Linked DNA regions of Sus scrofa: regions 2, 3, 4, 5 and 6 are each linked to region 1. Evidence: chromatin contacts called from public HiChIP or PLAC-seq and promoter capture Hi-C data. All regions are on one chromosome and are shown on one strand. Each heading gives the region's core, a stretch centred on a gene start, on an enhancer-like site or on the middle of the called end of the contact. The rest is flanking DNA. Distances are from core to core; before and after follow the strand shown. Region 1 holds the start of STAT6 (signal transducer and activator of transcription 6, interleukin-4 induced). Region 2 holds the start of ATP5B (ATP synthase subunit beta, mitochondrial). Region 3 holds the start of PTGES3 (prostaglandin E synthase 3). Region 4 holds the start of NACA (nascent polypeptide-associated complex subunit alpha). Region 5 holds the start of PRIM1 (primase (DNA) subunit 1). Region 6 holds the start of R3HDM2 (R3H domain-containing protein 2).

What was found. Promoter capture Hi-C pulls out the DNA fragments that hold promoters and counts their contacts. HiChIP or PLAC-seq counts read pairs in DNA pulled down with a chosen protein or histone mark.
Region 2: a contact with region 1 is called in a promoter capture Hi-C map of liver, with 4 times the contacts expected there. The contact joins the promoter of ATP5B here to the promoter of STAT6 in region 1. A contact is called at or near these places in 2 of 5 promoter capture datasets (fetal liver and liver), 2 of 47 Hi-C or Micro-C datasets (both in liver) and 1 of 2 datasets of contacts at active chromatin or transcription factors (alveolar macrophages).
Region 3: a promoter capture Hi-C map of fetal liver shows a contact between it and region 1, with 2.5 times the contacts expected there. The contact joins the promoter of PTGES3 here to the promoter of STAT6 in region 1. A contact is called at or near these places in 1 of 5 promoter capture datasets (fetal liver) and 1 of 2 datasets of contacts at active chromatin or transcription factors (alveolar macrophages).
Region 4: a contact with region 1 is called in a promoter capture Hi-C map of liver, with 12 times the contacts expected there. The contact joins the promoter of NACA here to the promoter of STAT6 in region 1. A contact is called at or near these places in 2 of 5 promoter capture datasets (fetal liver and liver) and 1 of 2 datasets of contacts at active chromatin or transcription factors (alveolar macrophages).
Region 5: a contact with region 1 is called in a promoter capture Hi-C map of liver, with 8 times the contacts expected there. The contact joins the promoter of PRIM1 here to the promoter of STAT6 in region 1. A contact is called at or near these places in 1 of 5 promoter capture datasets (liver) and 2 of 47 Hi-C or Micro-C datasets (epiblast stem cells and liver).
Region 6: an H3K27ac HiChIP or PLAC-seq map of alveolar macrophages shows a contact between it and region 1. The contact joins the promoter of R3HDM2 here to the promoter of STAT6 in region 1. A contact is called at or near these places in 1 of 47 Hi-C or Micro-C datasets (embryonic fibroblasts) and 1 of 2 datasets of contacts at active chromatin or transcription factors (alveolar macrophages).

The regions. Positions count from the first base shown.
Region 1 is chr5:22,419,877-22,423,161 of Sscrofa11.1, forward strand. It overlaps STAT6 (signal transducer and activator of transcription 6, interleukin-4 induced), which reads right to left and starts at 1,572. Exons shown (of 22, transcript NM_001197306.1): 1 at 1,449-1,572.
Region 2 is chr5:21,990,708-21,993,992 of Sscrofa11.1, forward strand. It overlaps ATP5B (ATP synthase subunit beta, mitochondrial), which reads right to left and starts at 1,686. Exons shown (of 10, transcript XM_001929410.5): 1 at 1,448-1,686; 2 at 817-999; 3 at 404-578. The coding sequence starts at 1,676.
Region 3 is chr5:22,021,211-22,024,495 of Sscrofa11.1, forward strand. It overlaps PTGES3 (prostaglandin E synthase 3), which reads right to left and starts at 1,620. Exons shown (of 8, transcript XR_002344304.1): 1 at 1-1,620.
Region 4 is chr5:22,056,477-22,059,761 of Sscrofa11.1, forward strand. It overlaps NACA (nascent polypeptide-associated complex subunit alpha), which reads right to left and starts at 1,620. Exons shown (of 9, transcript XR_002343981.1): 1 at 1,359-1,620; 2 at 474-571.
Region 5 is chr5:22,087,750-22,091,034 of Sscrofa11.1, forward strand. PRIM1 (primase (DNA) subunit 1) reads right to left here and starts at 1,692. Exons shown (of 13, transcript NM_001243669.1): 1 at 1,510-1,692; 2 at 639-796. The coding sequence starts at 1,612. LOC100620470 (17-beta-hydroxysteroid dehydrogenase type 6) reads left to right here and starts at 1,747. Exons shown (of 6, transcript XM_003355459.4): 1 at 1,747-1,869.
Region 6 is chr5:22,712,573-22,715,857 of Sscrofa11.1, forward strand. R3HDM2 (R3H domain-containing protein 2) reads right to left here and starts at 1,678. Exons shown (of 25, transcript XM_021091859.1): 1 at 1,379-1,678.

The DNA.
Region 1 (3,285 bases), core at 322-2,821:
CAAAATGTCCCTCTTCTCAGAGATGATAGAAAGGATGGGGATGGAAACTCCCTGGGTCTCCCCCAACCCAGTAACCCCAAGTCCTCCGGCTGTACTTTTAGCCTCTCCCCTCTCCCAGTTCTTGCAAAAGGATGGAGAACAGAGGGGCCCCTTTTCTAGACACTCCAGTCCCTCCCCGCAGGCCCTCTCCCCGTGAGCTCTTTTCTCCCAAAGGCAGAATCCTCCCCCATCCTGCTCAGGGTCCTCTAATAGAGTTTTCTCTACGCCCGCCTTGGGGTGGGGCGCCTTTCGGTTGGTGTTTCAACCCAAGGGAGGACTCCATTCCTTTCTTGTCCCTTCCTCTCTCGTTTCTCAAGGTGTTCAGACCTTTGACCCTCTACCCCTACCCTACTGGGGACTGAGATGACCCCTAAGCCATAGGCAGCCCCACCTTTCCTCTACATCCTCTTGTTGAGTGGCCAGCTTCCTGTCCCGGCTCTGGCTTCAAATCTTCCCCCCCTCCATCCCCAGACTGCAAGGGGCTAGATTTTCCCCCACCCACACCCACCGCCCACACACAATAACAAGGCCGTGTCCATTGGCCTGCCAGGCCAGAGACGCCTTCTGCTCTAAGCCCCGCTGAACAGCCGCAGGGAGGGAGGAGCCCCGGCGTGAGGGGGCGGGGCCAGTGTTGCCTTCCCAATAGGGAAGGGAAGCCCCACGTCCAGGATCTTCATCAGCCCGGCTTCGTGGCCTAAACCTCAGCTCAACTCCGACATTCCTGAGCCCTCTGACCGTGGGACCACAGGATCAAAAGTCAAAAGAGTTTCTCCGAGTTGCCCAATGTGTGTATGTGGAGGTGGGGGCGGGGAGGGATGCGGGGAGGCGGAGCCAGGTCAGCACGAGGAGGGTTAACTCCGTGACGCGCCGGGACCAGCGTGGAGCAGTTTTGAGGGGGAAATTCCCCCTCCTCTGGGGCACCATGAGGTCTACATCTGGGGCTCGCTCACCCCCTAGCCACACCCTTGAACGGGAACCTTTATGGGGGGGCCTGGTAGGGGTTTGTCAAGACCCACTACGCCCAGGCATCAGCCTACCAGGGAGGGGCAGCCACTTTCCCCCACCGCAGACGGCAGAGGGACACCTCCTTTCCCTCCTTTCCCTGCCTTTGCGCGTCCCTGTAGGTGCAGGGACGCGGGGGTGGGGGTGGGGGTGAGGGAGGGGCTGGAAAAAGTGAACCACGGCATGGAGGGGTTGAGGGGGGAAGTGCTAGGCCTGTACCCAGCCCAGATTCCTCTGATATTTCGAAACTGCCAAAACTCAGTACCACCAGCGACCAGCCCCAGCTGAAACAATTTCTTGGGGACCATCCACTCTGCCCAGGGAGGATTCTGAGAGGCCCTCCCCCACCCCCCACACACTCATAGTCAGATGCCCCCCAACCCCCCCTCCTGGAGGTATCCCCTCACCTTGGCAACCCCTCTGCTGTCTTCTCCCTCTCTCAGCGGGCACTGCCAGGCCCCATGGGTCTGTAGCTCTGTCCAGCGGGTTCAGGGCTGGCCCTGCTAGCACCCTCCCTCCAGCACCACTAAAAAGAAAACACGCACACACACACAGTCACACATACACACACACACACACACACACACACACAAAATCCTCTCCCGTCCTCCTCTTCAGTGTAAGCAGTGGCTGCCCCAGCCCGCTGTTTCCGGCTTCTCCGACTACCCAGGTCCCTCCCTGGACCTCTGACGACACAGAGAAGAGAAAGTGGGCTGGAGGAGGAAGAGGAAGAAAGTGGGGTGAGCGTATCTGCCTCCTGTCCCGGGGAGGGGAGCATGGGGTGAGGGGAGCCAGGACTGGGATTTGGGGGGCCCTGGGGCCTGGCTGGAAGGGAGGTTGATCCCCATTTACCCTGTCCCCCATAAAAGCAATAAACTTTTCTCTAGAAAGTCACCTAATGTCAAGTAGAGACATACTGCCTCTCTCATACTCAAAACTTTCGCAGGGGCTGGAGTTTGGGCTCACCAGGGACTGGGCTCCCCCCGGGGCCTCTGGAAGACGAAACCCCTCAGGGCTCTGCGCTCCCTCCAGTGGAGGACCCTGAAAGCAGGCAAGGAGCTCCAGTCTACTCCGTCCGGAACTCCTAGGTTCCCCTCCCTTCTAGGTGGGGACCGCCTTAGAGGTCTCGTGACCGCTGACGGGAGCGTGTGGGGGAGGGGACCCAGAAGCTCAGAATGCTGGAGGACTCCAGGGGTCCTCGGACTGAAAGTCATCTCTGCCCCCTCTTCACAGGGGACTATTCTCAGACCCAGGTGGGAGCCAGCAAAAGCTGGAGTTGCTGCCTGATTCCCAAGGGTCAAGTTTGAATATGAATCTGCTGTGCAGCCTTGGCAAAGTTCCCAACTGTTTCTGGGGTAAACACTGAGACACACCCAGAAACAAACACACATACACAATTTCCCTGGCCACAAGATTCCCCCCCCCAACACGCACACATACTTACACACACGTGCAGGCAGTCTCGAAGACATGTCTGCACTCAGAGCCACATGCAGTCACAAGGGGACACACACTCACACACAAGGCTTGCTCAGCTTCTGAGTCATCATCATAACTAGTGGATGGTTTCTGCAGCTTTTGCTGGAGGAGGAGCTGGAGAAGGCCAAGGGACTCCGAGAGCTATTCAGGCCCCTAAACCTGAGAAGTGGTGTGGGCAAAGGGTGGTCTCTGAGGGGCGGTGGAAGATGGGAGGTGGTTTCTACTCCCCTCCTTTCTCCCCAAACAGGGCTGGGCTCAGGGGCCAAAGCCAGGCCTATGCTGCCCCCTGGTGTCTGAACAGATTCCCAAAGCCCAGCTCCTTCCACTTGGGTTCATGTGGAACAGGTGGCAACCAGCCAGGCAGCAGAGGATAGCAATTAAGACCCTGGCCTCTGGAGACAGGCTACGTGAGTTCAAATCTTGCCAGTGCTGCTAACTGCACAACTCTGGGCAGTTCACTCTTTGTGCTTCAGTTTTGCCATCTGTAAAACAGAGCAAATAATAGTCTTGACTTACAAAGTGTGAGAGTGAAATGCAATAATACATGTGAAAGCTTAGAAAAATGCCTGGCACATAGTAAACGTTAGGCACTATTATTATTATTATTACTTTTTGGTCTTTTTAGGGCCACACCCGTGGCATATGGAGGTCCCCAGGCTAGGGGTCAAATCGGAGCTACAGCTGCTGGCAATACGGAAACCGAGCTGCACCTGCAACCTACACCACAGTTCACAGCAATGCCAGATCCTTAACCCACTGAGCAAT
Region 2 (3,285 bases), core at 436-2,935, 430 kb before region 1:
CTCTAGACAAATTAGCCCAACATTCTGCAATAAAGGGGATTTCATTATCTCAGGAAGCAATAATCCCATTCCCTATCAACTTTAATAGTCATAAGGCTTTCCTTTTACACAGTCCTAACCTAACACCACTTCTTCATATGCCAATATGAAATAAATGCCACTGATATTAAAATGAACTGAAATGATCAACTTGCCCCCCAAGTAGCAGTTTGGGTTTGTTTTTTTTTTTCACTTTTCTTTTACAATCAGAATTTCTACAACCTTAATTTTCTTCAGAAGAAACTGCACTGACTGTGTATTCTCTGCAAGAAAATTCCACTGTACTAGAGGGTGTCACTTGATGTACAGAACTGCTAGGAAAAGCAGTTTCTTTGTGTGCAGATGGAACAAGAGGGATACTTACTGTTTGGTTTTGATGGGACCTCTCTCATCAATAGGTTCTCCAATGACATTCATGATTCTGCCCAAGGTCTCAGGCCCAACAGGAATTTTGATTGGTGCACCAGAATCTAGGACTTTCTGGCCTCTAACCAGGCCTTCTGTACCATCCATGGCAATGGTCCTTACAGTACTCTCACCTGTCAGACAGACATTGCAAGATTATACATAAAGACAAATTGACTTCATATTTAATGAAAAACAGCTGGCATCAAACACCTAAGTCAACCAAGACTCCTTCTCAGTATCTAAATGTGGCTTCAGGAAACTCAGAAGAACGAAAGTCATCTTGATAAAATCATCACAGAAGGAAGACAGCCTGGTTTTTTGGGATAATTGCATCGAAGACCTTCATTATTCTTAACATGTTGTACTTACCCAAATGCTGGGCCACCTCCAAAACCAGCCTGGTCTCCCTGCCTTGCACTTCCAGGGCATTTAGGATGGGTGGCAGTCCTTCATCAAACTGGACATCCACCACTGCACCAATGACTGCCACGATTCGCCCAGTGGCGGCGCCTGCCTTTGGCGATGGAGATGGTTGAGTGGCATAGTCTCTGGCTAACAGAAAAAAAAAAAAAAGATATTGGAAGATGATAGGGTCAGGACAGTTAAAGGTCAGAAGGACTGGTGAATTGAGCCCAGGCCCGGCCTCCTTCCGTTTACACGGAAGGCGGGTCTAAAGGGAGGGCCCCGCTAGAACAGAGAAAGTGCCTGCACCATCTTGCCATTCTCATGCACAAAATCTCATTATTTGAGAGGTCGGTGTCCGCACTGCACCGGAAGGTCAATGCACCTGCCTGCACTTTTCGTTCACACAACGCCCCTCTTCCAAAATGTGACTGAACTATATCATTTTTGTTCTCCTGCAGTTTAGAGGACAAGGCAGGGGATCGGGCGTTTTCTTGCACCACAGACCCTTAGGCCCGAGAGTCTATCTCCCCCCCACCCCCAGCTCAAGGTCATGAGGCGACAGAAACGAAACCAGCTCCGAATGCAAGGCACTTACCAGGCTGGAGCGCTGCCGGAGCGGCCCGCAGTAAGAGCTGGGCTTGGGGTAGCGGCGCTGAAGGGCTGAGTCCCCGCAAGGCCCCAGAGGCCGAGGCAGAGGCCACACGACCCACAAAGCCCAACATGGCGGAGCCCGGGTAGAGACTGAGCGCTGCAGCAGTCTGGCCGCCAACTCCCCGCAGTTGGGGGCGGGGCCTACTCTGCAGTAGGCACGTCCGTTGGATCATCTTGCTGCTTATCACTCTCAGCATCGCTCCTATAGGCTAATAATCTCTCTTCATCTCAATCATTGGCCAAAATTGGTGCTAATCTGAATTCCTTTTTTTTATTGGACAGTGTCCGGTTGAGTGCAACCCTCAGAGCCTCCAAATGCAATTGGACAACAGGTATGTCAGTTGGAAAGATTACTTGGCGGAACTGCGTTTGGGGAAGGGGCCGAGTTCCTGTGAGGAAGCACGTGGGCTGTCTTTGGCTGTCCTTGGGCTCTCTCCTTAGATAGGACCTTGAGCTAGGTGACAGCCTCCCGCAAGGTTAGGGAAGTGGTAGCGTCGTAAAGCACCACAAACAATGACCTTGGCTAACGCAGGAGTCAAACACAGTTTTTATTTGCAGTAGTGACATTGGAAGCTTTCAGACAACTCAGCAGTTGAGGAATCTGGACAGAATTAAGGCTACAATGAAATTAATGTAACCAGTCGTATAAAAAATATATGCTAGACATTCAGAAGGCAAAGATAAGACTTAGGATTTCACTTTTAAAGAAAAACATTTGGAGGAACTTCCCGTCGTGGCGCAGCGGAAATGAATCCGACTAGGAACCATGAGGTTGAGGGTTTGATCCCTGGCCTCACTCAGTGGGTTAAGGATCCGGCGTTGCAGTGACCTGTGGTGTAGGTTGCAGACGCGGCTTGGAACCCGCGTTGCTGTGGCTCTGGCGTAGGCTGGCGGCTACAGCTCCGATTAGACCCCTAGCCTGAGAACCTCCATATGCCGCGGGAGCGGCCCAAGAAAAGACAAAAAAAAAAAAAAAAAAGGAAAAGAAAAAAAAGGAAAAACATTTGAACAAAAAATGCAATAAGGAGTACCTGTGGCGGCTCAGCGGTAACCAACCTGACTAGGAACCATGAGGTTGAGGGTTTGATCCCTGGCCTCGCCCATTGGGTTAAGGATCTGGCGTTGCCGTGAGCTGTGTTGTAAGTCACAGATGCAGCTTGGATCCTGCGTTGCTGTGGCTCTGGCATAGGCCGGTGGCTACAGCTCTGATTAGACCTCTAGCCTTGGAACCTCCATATGCCACAGGAGCAGCCCTAGAAAAGGCAAAAAGACAAAAAACTAAAACAAACAAACCCAGCTCTGATTAGACCCCTAGCCTGGGAACCTCCATATGTCACAGGTTCGGCCCTAAAAAGACAAAAGACAAAATAAAATTAGGATAATTTCACGTTGTCTCAAAAATTAAGTACATTAAAATATAAAAGAAGCATTCAGAACAGTGCCTTTTGACTTAGTGCTAAGATCCTTTCGTTTAAGAGTTCCTGCTGTGGGTCAGCGGTAATGAACCCGACTAGTAACCGTGAAGATGTGAGTTTGATCCCTGGTCTCACTCAAGCATTGATGTCAGCTGCAGCTCCAATTCAACCCCTCGCCTGGGAACTTCCATATTTTGCAGGTGCGGCCCTAAACAAAAATAATAATTATTAAAAATAATGATAATTATTATCTCCGGATCAATTTGGTTGTGGGACCCACCTACTTTTGTTTTGATATGTGTGAGCCAATAAATGTTCTTAAAAATCCTTTTAAATTTGGTAAAATTCTGTTGTGCCCATGTTATTG
Region 3 (3,285 bases), core at 370-2,869, 400 kb before region 1:
ATGCTACCGAGGGGGAAAAAGCCGAGGGAGCCGAAAGCGGGGGAGGGGAAGGGATGGCTTCCCGGCACCCCCCCGCGCGGCCTCGGCCTCCCTCCAGGGCGACCTTCCCTGGGTGGCGTGTCGCACTCACATCGTGAACGGGGCAAGGGGACGGGCGAACGGGTGGGCGGGCCTCTCCGGCGGCAGCTGGTAGGCAGTCGACTCCTCTCCGGTGGCGACTCTGGCGTCCTCTCCCCGATTGCGGCCTCTTTTCGCTTTTCCCTCAAGCGACGGCGGCGGCGCGGCGGGCTAGACCTGGGTTCCCAGAATGCACCGCGCGGGCAGAGCGACTCCTCCGGTCGGGGAGAAAAGGAAAGTGTAGGAAAAGGGGCGCGAGAACGGAGAATGAACGTGCGTGCGTGCGAGCGAGGGGTGGTGAGGCCGGGCGGCGGCTGGTGACGCAGCAAAATGCCCGGGCCCAGCCGCCGCGCGTGCGCACTCTTTGTTTTCGGGCTCCTGCGCGGCTTTCTAGAGATATCTACGGAAAGGGCGGGGCTTCCCAGCTCCTTCGCGATCCTTCCCGGGGCTGGCCCCGCCCCACGTCGGCTGCCTCCGGCTCGACTGGTTCCCGCCGCTTTGCCCGCTCCCCCCTCCTCGCGGTGGAAACCGTTGGTCGCCTAACCGCCCTGCCACGCGCCTTGGGCGATCTCCCCGAGAAACTGTCGCGTTAACCGAGGGAGGAAGGCCGAGGCGGATGGACGCAGAGTCTGGAGGCTTGAAAAGTGAAATAGGGGATCGGTTACTTGAGGGAGTACATCGGCTCACTGAGAAAACAGTCTACGGCAAAAAGATGGGCAAAGCCTCCGCTGGTGATATTTGAGGGAAAGGGCTAACCTGAGTCACAGGCCTGGGTCCTCCTCGCCGTCTTTCTGAGGGGTGGAGAACCTGTCCAGGGGCCGCGGAAATTCGAGGTCTTTGGCTGACCGGCATTCGCACCTGCTTTGATGCGAGAGGAAAGTTATTAAATGAGTCTAAGTTTGCGGGAATGGAGAGACCAGGACACTTGGAGTCTCCAGGCTGATCCTGTAGGGGAGGGGGGAAACCTCATCTTTTTTCAGCTGTTACCTGGTTAGGTGCTAATGGGTGTTACTAACCAAGAGAATCAAAATGGTAACTTGTCCACTCTAGAAATCGCTTAGCCGGGAAGTAAGGGAGAAATACATCAATACGCTGCTTGTTAGGACACAGAGGAGGTTTAAGGAAAGTGCCGTAAGACATTTTGGAGAGTGTTTGGAAGCTTCATATGCAGCATTAATTAGTGTCTATGCTATGCAAGGCAGGTGTTGGGAACTACAGACATTGGACCCTAGGCTCCAATCCTGTTAAAGAAAGTTAAACCCCAGCTCTCAAATACTGTGATTCTGGAGTTCCATTGTGGCTCAGCAATAACAAACTGGATTATCCATGAGGATGCGGGTTCGATCCTTAGCCTCAGTGGGTTAAGGGTGGGGAGCTGCCATCAGCTGTGGTGTAGGTTGCAGATTGCGGCTCAGATCTGGCCTTGCTGTGGCTGTGGGTAGGCCAGCAACTACAGCTCTGATTTGACCCCTAGCCTGGCAGCTTCCATATACTGCCCACGTAGCCCTTTAAAAAAAAAAAAAAAAAAAATACTGTCATTCTAAGGAGCCTACTGCTTATTTCGGAAAACAAAATACATCAAGATGTTTGAGTCTGGAGTTCCTTTCCTGGCTCAGCAGAAACGAACTGGATTAGGATCCATGTGGATGCGAGTTTGATCCTTGACCTTGCTCAGTGGGTTAAGGATCCAGCTTTGCGGTCAGCTGGGGTGTAGGTTGCAGACAAGGCTCAGACCCCAAGTTGCAGTGGTGTGGTGAAGGCCAGCAGCTACAACTCCAATTCCACTGGTAGCCTCTTTTTAGGGCTGCTCCCGCGGCATATGGAGGTTCCCAGACTAGAGGTTGAAATCTGAGCTGCAGCTGCCCGGCCTACAGCACAGCCATAGTAACGCCAGATCCTTAACCCACTGAGTGAGGCCAGGGATAGAACCTGCTTCCTCATGGATACTAGACAGGTTCGTTTCTGCTGAGCCACTATGGGAACTCTGATTTTCTTTTTCAACCCTTTAAAAATGTAAAAATCATTCTTGAAGGCCATGCAAAGATTAGTGGTTGCAGAAAGTTTACCAATCTCTGACCTAGGTAATCCAGAGTGTAGAGGGAAGGTAGGTCATAAATAATGGTGGCACTAATTATCAGGCTAATTGTTTTTGACTTATTTCTATGACAGTGGGAAGCTATTGAAGTTTTTTTGAATGGGAGTAACATTTGTGTTCTAAAAAGATTAATTTGGCAACAACATAAGATGAACTGAAAATGGAACTGAATTGAAGATAGGCATTTAAAAGTCTGCAACCTGAAAAAACTGGCAATTTCCCCTATCAAGTGCTGTGAGAAAAACTGCCTTTCACACAAGAAATTTCTGAAAATTCAAATCCATTGCATCATAATTTATAGTTTATTTACTACTCCCATTGGATATATTTCAAAGGATTTCATGTTAGTGTAGCTCTGGAAGTGGCTCCTCAGAAGTTTCACAGATAACTTGTAATCTGGTTTTATCCATGCCTTTAATCTCATCCATTAGCTGATGGGAGCTAACTGTATCAGATCTCTTTTTCAAATTCATCAAAAAGTTCTGTATCCAGTAGGGAGCAAAATCTAGATTCAAACATGTATGGTTAGGGTTTTGGGGAGAGAAGTCTGCCACCTGAATTGGCAGAAAGAAAGTACTTGGTATTAGATTCATTTCACAACTTTAATTTTTTTTGGGGGGGGCTGCACTCCGGCATATGGAAGTTCCCAGGCCAGGGATCAAATCTGAGCCGCAGCTGGAACCTACACCAGAGTTGTGGCAATGACAGATCCTTAATGACAGATCCACAGTGGGAACGCCAGACAAATTTAATCTTAACAGTTTCCTGAGAGAGAAATTCCTAGGCCTATTTCAAAAACTAATAAAAAGGAACAAAGAAACAATTTGTCAGGTTTTTTTTTCCCCCCTTTTTTGGCCTCTCTGAGGTATATGGAGTTCCCTGGCCAGGGATCAGATCTGAACTTCTGTTGCTATCTAGGCTACAGCTGCAGCAACGCCAGATCCTTAACCCATTGTGCTGAGCCAGGGATTGAACCTGTGTCTCAGTGCTCCCAGGAGGCTGCTGATCCCATTGCAATACAACAGGAACTCCAACGATTTGTCAGTTTTGTTTTTTGGGTTTTTTTTTTTCTT
Region 4 (3,285 bases), core at 370-2,869, 360 kb before region 1:
GCCCTGGATCCCAGTAGGACACATTTACCACCAGCACACATCTCATCCAAACATGTGATGATGGCACAATGCCAAGCACTGCCATCTAAAACCTTGATGCAACTTGGTGGCTGGAACTTCACAAAAGCTCAAGTCTCCTTGGCCTGCCAGTGGGTCACCTAGTTTCAATAAGTAAGGATCACTGAGCCTCTTCCCTGCTCCGTTTTCCTATGTGGGGGGAGGGTTCCATAGCACAACTCCCTTTGAGGTAGGTGCCATAATATACAAAGCAGGCCAGGGAGCTTTTAATACTCTTGAATCTCAAATATACTTTATTCCACTCCCTAAGGAAGTCCCTTCAAGACATTCACTATCAGGTGCTCCCCGTCTTTAATAGAGTTAACACTAAAAGACTGAAGTGTATTGTCTTCGTCATGTTACCACCAAATGGTTTTAGGGTCAATCTTAATTAACAAGGATCTAGGGGAACCTACCTGTCTCAGCCTGGGGCTGTGGCAACTCCTGCTCTGTAGCAGGAACGGTTTCTGTGGCTTCACCGGGCATTTCTGAAGGAAGGGAATAAAAAGGAGGCCTGAATTGACTCGGATCCGTTCTGCTGCCCAACCCAGTCAAATACTCTTTAAAATTTTGCATAAGACGGGTGTTCGGGAGAACCCTCCCCACACTGGTGAGAAATACGACGTAATCCTCTGATGAAGAGAATCACCTTCTATTATCGCTTTTTCACTCCCACAAAGCGGATTTCTCAGTACCCAGGAATTTGTTTCATTCAACACTCCAAATCCTACAGAGCAGCAATCATCGCTGCATTCTCAATCCGAGGGAGAGAATCCCCGTCAGGCTCCCTAGCATGGGAGACGGAAGACGCTATACTGAACCACCTCTCCCTCCTCACCCCCTCTCCTGGGTCACGACCTCCAGGACTCCCGTCTGCCCGACTTTCGGGAACCAGGAGAGGAAAGGTGACCTCAGTCCCAATATTCACTTGTCACACTAAAGAAGGGTGTGTGTGTGTTGGGGGGGAATGTTCCAACGCTATGACCCCTCAACCTCCTCTGGGTCCTCGTGAAGCCGTTTCCAACAGCAGACGCACCCCACTTCCATCCCCACAGCCGCAATGGCTCCCATTTACCCAGCCCTGGACTCCCGGCTCACGGCCTTTCTGCCCTACTGCCAGGATATAAACAGCAGACCCCATTTTGTCCGGGGGCCCCAAGGCCACACTGCCCAGGGCAGAGTAGGAACCCGGTGGCCCCATAAAACCTCCAGTTCGCCTTAGCTGATAGTCCTCGGGACGGCTCAGCCAGCAAGAAAGGCGGATGGCTGCGGATAAAAGTAGTGGCGAAGACAGCACTTACTGTGCGGGGAACGCGGAACCAAGATGGCGGCAGAAAGAGAGCGAGCGAGAGCGTGACCCACGCCTGTTGCAGAAGGAAGCCTGGCGGAGGGGGCGGGGCCAGGATCCGATTCCGGGTCAGGAGCTGCCTGTAGTCACTTCCTACCAGTGAGCCGTCCGGCTGTTCCCCGGGAAGGGTGGTGACAAGGTCTAAATAAGGGTAAGAATTCAGAACGCGACGCGCTGGCCTGGCAGGAACTCTGCTCCGAGCCGTGTAGTCCTTAGATAGCCGACACCTTCCTGTCCCCCAGGTCGAGGGATTTTTGATACGCGAAGGGCAACTGTGTGAGAAACAACCTTTGCTTTCCTGTTGGCAATGTAGCCCACTGCGGTGTTACTACTGACTTCCTTTTCTCAGGAAGGAATGTAGGAAAACGTGAGGTATTAAATAATATTCCAATGCCACAGAGATTGTTCACACCACTGGAAGGTAGCTGAGACTTAGGTTAACCCTCGATTGTCTTATTTTTGGAGTATATAATTTAGACTGAAATTATCAAGGCATAAATTCCCCTCACAAAAAACGAGCATAGGCACACATACAATTCTTTTTGCCTCTATTTTGGACACTTTATCTTGAAACACATCTGTTCTAGAGGCTCAGGACCCCACACTTTACAAAGTAAGTTTTTTTTTTTTTGTTTGTTTTTTTTTTTGGTCTTTTTAGAGCCACACCCACAGCATATGGAGGTTCCCAGGCTAGGGGTCTAATCAGAGCTGTAACTGCTGGCCTACACCGCGGCCACAACACCAGATCAGAGCCGCATCTGCGACCTACACCACAGCTCATGGCAACGCCGGATCCTAACCCACTGAGGGAGGCCAGGGATTGAACCCGCAACCTCATGGTTCCAAGTTGGATTCGTTTTCGCTGCGCCACTAAGGGAACTCCCAAAAGTAGGAGTTTGTTTTTGTTTTTGTCTTTTTGCCATTTCTTGGGCCGCTCCTGCGGCATATGGAGGTTCCCAGGCTAGGGGTCGAATCGGAGCTGTAGCTGCCAGCCTACACCAGAGCCACAACAACGCAGGATCCGAGCCGCGTCTGCGACCTACACCACAGCTCACGGCGACGCTGGATCTTTAACCCACTGAGCGAGGCCAGGGATCGAACCCTCAACCTCATGGTTCCTAGTCAGATTTGTTAACCACTGCACCACGACGGGAACTCCAAAAGTAGGAGTTTTGAAAGGTAGATTGTAACAAGTGTTTTGTAAATGAAAAGGCTAGGGTATTGATTCCAATATCCTTTCTCCAAAAGGACGCAACAATTACTAAATCAGCCAACGCTACTTGAGCTACTGGCTTTAAGACAATTTTGGCTGCCTTTTAAGATAAGCAGAGCACTTAAATGTACTGAAAACTACTTTAAATTTTCTGGTATTTTGCCATAATAAACTGAGGCTTAGGGTTAATGAATTAGGATTAAATGAAAAAGAGGAGTTTATCAGGAATGAAAAATTCTGACATTTTCTTCAAATAGGAGAAGCGATGTTGTGGATATGAATATGAATTTTATTTTTATTACAGCATAGTTGATTTGCAGTGTTGTGTCAATTTCTGCTGTATAGCATAGTGACCCAGTCATACATATATACACATTCTTACTATACTGTCTTCTCATACTATCTTCCATCATGTTCTAACCCAAGAAGTTGGACATAGTTCCCTAGGCTGTACAGTAGTACCCCATTGCTTATCCATTCTGAACGTAATGAACACGGATTTTGAAGCCAGACTCCTTTGAATCTTGGCTTGATTACCTAATGGTGACCTTGGGCAATTAACATATTTATCTCAGTTTCCTTATCTATAAAATGGGGATAATAGTAGCTACTTGATAGGATTTTTAGGAAGATTAATTACATTACTTAAAAAATGTTTATTGTTACT
Region 5 (3,285 bases), core at 442-2,941, 330 kb before region 1:
ACCCCTAGCCTGGGAACATCCATATGCCATGGGTGCAGCCCTAAAAAGACAAAAGACTAAAAAAAAAAAAAAAAAAAAAAAAAATGCAAAATACTGGGGGAAAATGGTTTACAAACTCAACCATTAGTTAAGCATAATGGTAGAATAAACACATTCTCCAGATACACAAAGTGTCAAATATCTTTTCTTTCATGGACCTTTTCTTTTCTTTTCTTTTTTTGGTTCTTGTCTTTTTGCCTTTTCTGGGGCCCGCTGTAGAGATGTAGAGATTCCCAGGCTAGGGGTCAAATTGGAGCTGTAGCCGCGGCCTACGCCAGAGCCACAGCAACGTGGGATCCCAGACTCGACTGCAATCTACACCACAGCTCATGGCAGCGCCAGATCCTTAACCTGCAGAGCAAGGCCAGGGATCAAACCTGCAACTTCATGATTCCTAGTCGGATTCATTTCTGCTGCGCCACAACGGGAACTCCCATCAAAGAACAAATTTTATTTTCACTACAATCTACTTGCAAAAACTGTTAAAGTGTGGCTCCTTAATTAGAATAAACTCTAAAAATGTATCTCAAAACGCTAGGGGCACCAATCCATTCTTGGTTTAAAAAAACAATAAACTACATAAAAAACTGATTTCTTACTCTGTGGGAATATACCGCGCCTATATCAATCTTGTATGGATTCATTTTCTGCATCTCCTTTTCCAGCTCACTCTGGTTGTTGAAAGATTGGTAGCGAATGTAAATGTCATCTTTCAACGTGAATGAAAATTCACGGTGTTGAAAGTAATTCTTTACCACTGCAAAATGAACATACATTTTAAAAGTTAGTATGGTATTTTATCCAGTTCAGAGTATTAAAACATTAACCAACAAGAAGATATCTTTCACGAACCCTCTGTACTCAACACTGTGCTACATTAAAACAAAAACCAAAACCAAGAACTAGTCCCTAATTTGAAGGAGTTCACCATCCTGCATTTAATAGGGAAAGGTAAAAATGAGGAAAAAGATGCAGAAATATTTTCATGTAGTACCACCTCTCTTTCCTAGGTGGGCACTCAAATTCAGCTGGGAAGAGTTAAGTACCTCTCCTCTTTCAGGAGATGCCCGTCTGTCCCTGATGCAGATTATGTCTCTGCAGCTTCTTGCTACAACCCAGTGGACTCCCTTGCTCCCCGCCACCTCCGCCACCTTCGCTCAGGAACCGAGAAGATTAACACTGCATCAGAGCAGGTAAACGCTGCAACGAAAGTGAGTTCAAACACAAAGTGGGAGGAGCAAAGGCTCTGTCTTTCAGTGCGTGGTGTAGACTGGTCATTACATCCCACTCTAGGCCCATTTACACCTCGGCAGTGGTGGGGAGGGCTCAAGGCAACGCACAAAGGCGCCCGACACAAGGCCTGGAACATGGAAGGCACTTCATATTGTCATTCCAAGGTACCCTCCCAGAACCTCCTCACACTCCCCCCCCACCCCGAGCCATTTCCCACCCCGCTCCCGCCTTCATCACCTCCGCCATAGTTCAGCCAGCGATAGTACTGGGCGTAGGGAAAGAGCCTCCGGTAATAAAGCTTAAGCAGCTCGGGCAGCTCGGTAGGGTCAAACGTCTCCATGAAACGCAGAACTCAACCCAGGCAGGATTAGCACGAGAATTGGCGGGAACCGCACAGTCGAGCTTCCGCAACTGCGCAGGCGCGTAGTGGCAGCGGCCAGCCATCTGCAGGGGCTGTTGGGAATTGTAGTTCTCTTTTGGAGGTTGGCTTGGGTGTGGGAGCGCTACTACGGTCTTCACTCACAGATTTAACATGTAGGTCCACTTCTCTGGTGGGTAGAAGGAAGCCGTGCTCATTGCAGGGAGATCTGCGGAAAGGTGAGCCATGGAACATATTAAGGTTATTAAGATGAAGTGAAAAAGATGTTATCTGCTAACTTTATGACTGTTTTAGAAACAACACATTTAAACAATGTTAACCAGTATCTTTTTAAAGAGGGTTTGGAAATTGGTTCTTCATAGAATAACTAGGTCCAGTATGTGGAAATAAATGATGACCAACCAAATAAGAAAAGCAAAAGCTATTCATTCAAGAGCTTGCCATGTATAGAGTCAGCCACATCACATTACATTTTGGCAAAGGCTCAAACGCAGGCAGAGGAGGGGAGAAAGCTTTGGGGGGGCAGGTTTCACTCTTTTTCTAATGCAAAGCTATTTGTTATGGGGAAGCTGTCTGTGGGCTACCTCAGAGCGGGGTATCCTATGTGACCTATGTGATAGGTTAGGGGTGCATATTTGGCTTTCTGCGGTTGGTCCTAAATTGAGAGTGGGGACAAAAATTAGGGAAGCTGTCAGTTATTAATCAAGTACTGGCTATGTTGGATGGATTGTTATGTAGGGTATTTGGCTTCCTGGAATATCACTAGAGACTTTAGTTTGATTTCCTACAAGTCTGACTTAAAGCAGCCTGACTTCTTGGGCTATTTATTATATAGATAAGGGGGTTGGTTTCCTAGGTAGGCATTGGAGAGGTTGTGGGTCAGAGTTCTGTTTTTTTATATGGTCTGGTCATCGTTTGTTTCTACATTGTCGCTTAAACAGAACACCCAGGAATACTAAAATCAGAGGAAGCTTGCAAAATCATGGAGTGCTTTACAAATTTGAAAGAAGCCTGTTTACTCTTGACATGCACATCTGCCAGTCAGTCTTACCAGGTAGATACATTTCATTACAAATGTGGACTGAGGTGGGCAGTCTGATAATCACCCCAGTGCTGTGTCATTTGAAAACCATTATTTTCACAATAATAGTAGGAAAGCAAGGAGAGTATTCTCTGCTCTCTAGTGGGTTATTATTAGCCTAATTTGAAAGTGATCATGGCCCTTCATCTTGCATAGGCAAAGTGGTCAAACTAGGCACTGGGCAGATCATACTTACTTGAGTATTCCTAGAAATACTATATAAATCTTAGCTGATTTTCACAATCCCTGTGCTTCCTGTTTTGGGTGAATCCCTTGCTGGAAAGGGATTCACTCTAATAGCACCAAGAGTGCCCTGTAGAGTTCTCTTTTGTGGAACCACACTTTTTAATAGGCTTTTTTTTTTTTTTTTTTTTTTTGTCTTTTTTTTTGGTCTTTTTGGTCTTTGTTGTTGTTGTTGTTGCTATTTCTTGGGCCACTCCCGCGGCACATGGAGGTTCCCAGGCTAGGGGTTGAATCGAAGCTGCAGCCACCGGCCTACACCAGAGCCACAGCAACGCAGGATCCGAGCCGCGTCTGCAACCTACACCACAGC
Region 6 (3,285 bases), core at 428-2,927, 290 kb after region 1:
AGACAAAACCAGGCACTCTATTTTTATATGTGCAAAGTTTGAGGGGTTTGTTTGGCCACATCAGGGGCATACAAAAGTTCCAGGGATCAAATCCGAGCTGCAGAGACAATGCCAGAACCCCTAACCCGCAGCACCACACAGAAACTCCTATACGTCCAAGTTTTTAAAATTCTGTTTTAAATTGAAGACCTACAGCATAGGTCATATAGTGAACACAAAGCTAAACTTAAACTCTGAAATTAAACTTCTGCTGACAGTTCATCAGACCTTCAAGAAAGGTTCTCTATTCTCTCAACCACGTGGAGAACTGCAACAGGGGGAGAAAAATACAAATCAAAGTGAACTGAATTGACTACTTCCACTTCCTATCACTATTTACGCCGTTTTAGTTTTGATGCTTCAGACTCAACAAAAGGACAAAAAAAGATAATATAGTAGAATGAAAACGAGAGGGCGGAAAAAAAGCACTAGGAAGAAAAAGTAGCCATAAACAACTGATTCAGGTGCCAATCTGACTATACAAAAATACGATAAAACTACTAGGAATCTGTGACATTCCCGAAGTAGAACGGGTCACCTCCCTCCTCCCCAGTCTCCATGTTCCCCACCAACACTAAGACTCGGGCTTCTCAATATTAGTTAAGCCCATTTGAAAATAACATATACAAGGACATTCATCCAACTAAGATCTAAATTTAAAATTTCCCACACCTCTCTGGTTTCATGAACCTCTGGGGCTGTTATTCGGTCATTTCTCACATTATCCAAGAACGCTTTGAGGGAATAAATATGCTATGGAGCTATTAGATCACAAATGTTGACATTTTTGGCTCTATAGCAAACCGAAATTAAGAAAGAGTTTTCAGAGCCTCAAGAGTTAGTTACGAGCTTAGCATAGGCCCACTTTTAAGCTCCTGAAACATCTTCCTGCACGTTCCAACTCAAATCTCTGCCCTGCAATAAACTCGGACACCTGCATGATTTGAAACACACCAACACCTTCCCCTCCCATTTTCCCAAGGCTCGAAAAAACGCGGAGACCCAAGAAACACATGGAGCTAGTCACCCCTGAGCACCACAAGGCGCAACAGTTTTTAGGTCCCACCGTACAGGCCACAGGTGGCACCTGTCCCCGCCCTCCGCCCCGCGCCCCTCGCTTCTCGCCTGCGCTCTCCGAGCACATTCGGGGTATCTCTGGCCTCAAGGCAATCCTTCCCGAAAGGCTCAGGCCCTGACCCCCGCCCCGGGTCCCGGCAGCGCCAACGCGGGGAACCCAAGCCCAGGGGCCTCCGCCCGCCTAGCCGCCCGCAAGGCCGCCACGCCCCCTCCCCACGGGCCGCCCGCGCCGCCCGCCCCCTAGGCCGGGAGGTGGCCTCACCTCACGCGGGCCGTAGCGGGGAGGGCGCCCGCGTCTCCGCCCGCCGCCCGGGCCCACGGCCGCTCGGCTGCAGCTCGGCCCCGACGGCCGGCGGCGGCGCGCTTCTGGGGGCGGGCTCTTCTCCGCGGGGGTTTCCCCAGGGCTCAGGGCGGGGGAGCAGGGGGGACTGGGGCGGGGGAGGGGAAAGGGGCTTGGGAAGGAGGGGGGAGAGGGGGAGAAAAGGGGGAACCAAACCCGGAAAGGGAGAAAAGGGGGGAGGGGGAAAATCAGAAGGGGAAGAAAGGCCCAGAGTCCGCCCCCCGCTGCGGCCTGCGCGCTACGTCACCACGTTCAACGTAGTCGTCACCGCGTCCGGCGCTCCGCGTGTCCCTGCGTCCTGTCTGCTTCTCAGCGCCTGCAGACGCCCCCTGCTTCCTCCCGCCCACCCAGCCCTCACTCTCCCCCTGCGTATGCGCTCAGTTTGTCGTTTCCTCGCGTTGCTTATGTGCCCAGCCACTGATCCAGATCCACGGCAATCCTCGGTCCACCTGAAACCCGTCAAGCCTGTCCTGTTCACCCTCTATTTAAGCATAATGCTAATAACTCTAATTTAAGTTTCCAGAGCACTTTCAAAATAGCCTTTCACTTAGGACAGTAAGTCCTGCGCTGAAAACAGCATATATGCTGTAAATATTTGCAGTATAAGTGAATAAAAATAATGTAGGGAAATGTCAGCTTTTTTCTAGGTGTAAAAATTAAATCAGGTTTAAGTCCATTCAATTTAAAATAACTTATTCACCAGCATCCCCTAACATAAAGTTCTTTTTTTGGGTCATCTTAAATTTGCAACTTGCCCCATTTTGTCCGTTCCAGGCAGAATCAGTTTACTTATTGATTACATGCGTTTGTGTCATTTATTGACAGATTCCCTCAAAGAAGCGTTGTAGTCTTACATTGATAGAATTCGATCATTAAATATTTACTATGTGACAAGAACTGCAGGAGGCAGAAAAAAAAAGTATAGTACAATAAAAGAGCTACAATGTGCTGTGGAAACACAAGAAGCAACTAGTTCTTAGACGTAAGAGAGATTAAGTCACAGAGAAACTACAGGTGAAATTTCACCTCTCCTTGAAGGCTTTAAGTAGGAGTTTATCAGATAGGCAAGAATGGAGATTCCAGCAAAGTCATAGAGATAAGTTCTCCTTTCCTTCAAGGTTCAGCAAGTTCCAGATTTTCAAGTTGGAGTCAGGGAGCAGTGATGGCCAGGAAGAAATAATAGCTAATATTTGTAATAGATATGGGTGTATATATCTAGAATATGTGGCATTCTACATCTATTATTTCAGTTTAATCCTCAAAAACAATGTATTGTTGTTATACTCATAAGACATGGAACCCTGAGGCAGCAAAGTCCCAAATATTGAACTGAGGCAGTATCTTCGGAGCCTGCTCTTAATCACTACACCATTAGAAATGTAACCAGAGGGGAGTTCCCGTTGTGGTGCAGTAGGAACAAATCTGACTAGGAACCATGAGGTTGTGGGTTCGATCCTTGGCCTCACTCAGTGGGTTAAGGATCTGGCGTTGCCGTGAACTGTGGTGCAGATTGCAGATGTGGCTTGGATCTGGCGTTGCTGTGGCTGTGGTGTAGGCCGGCGGCAACAGCTCTGATTGGACCCCTAGCGTGGGAACCTCCATATGCCATGGGGGCAGCCCTTAAAAAGACAAAAAAAAAATGTAACCAGAAAGGGCAGGTTACAAAGGATCTCTGTGTCATAATGCAGAGTGGGTCTCTTGGGGCAAGTGCAGTAACTGAAGAACAACTAAGGCAAAACCTGAGGCATCCACCCCTGAGAGAAACCCTCCTGTGTTTCTCTTGCTTTTGCTCCCCTCATTCCCAAACTATTTGCCAGAGAGAAGGGGAG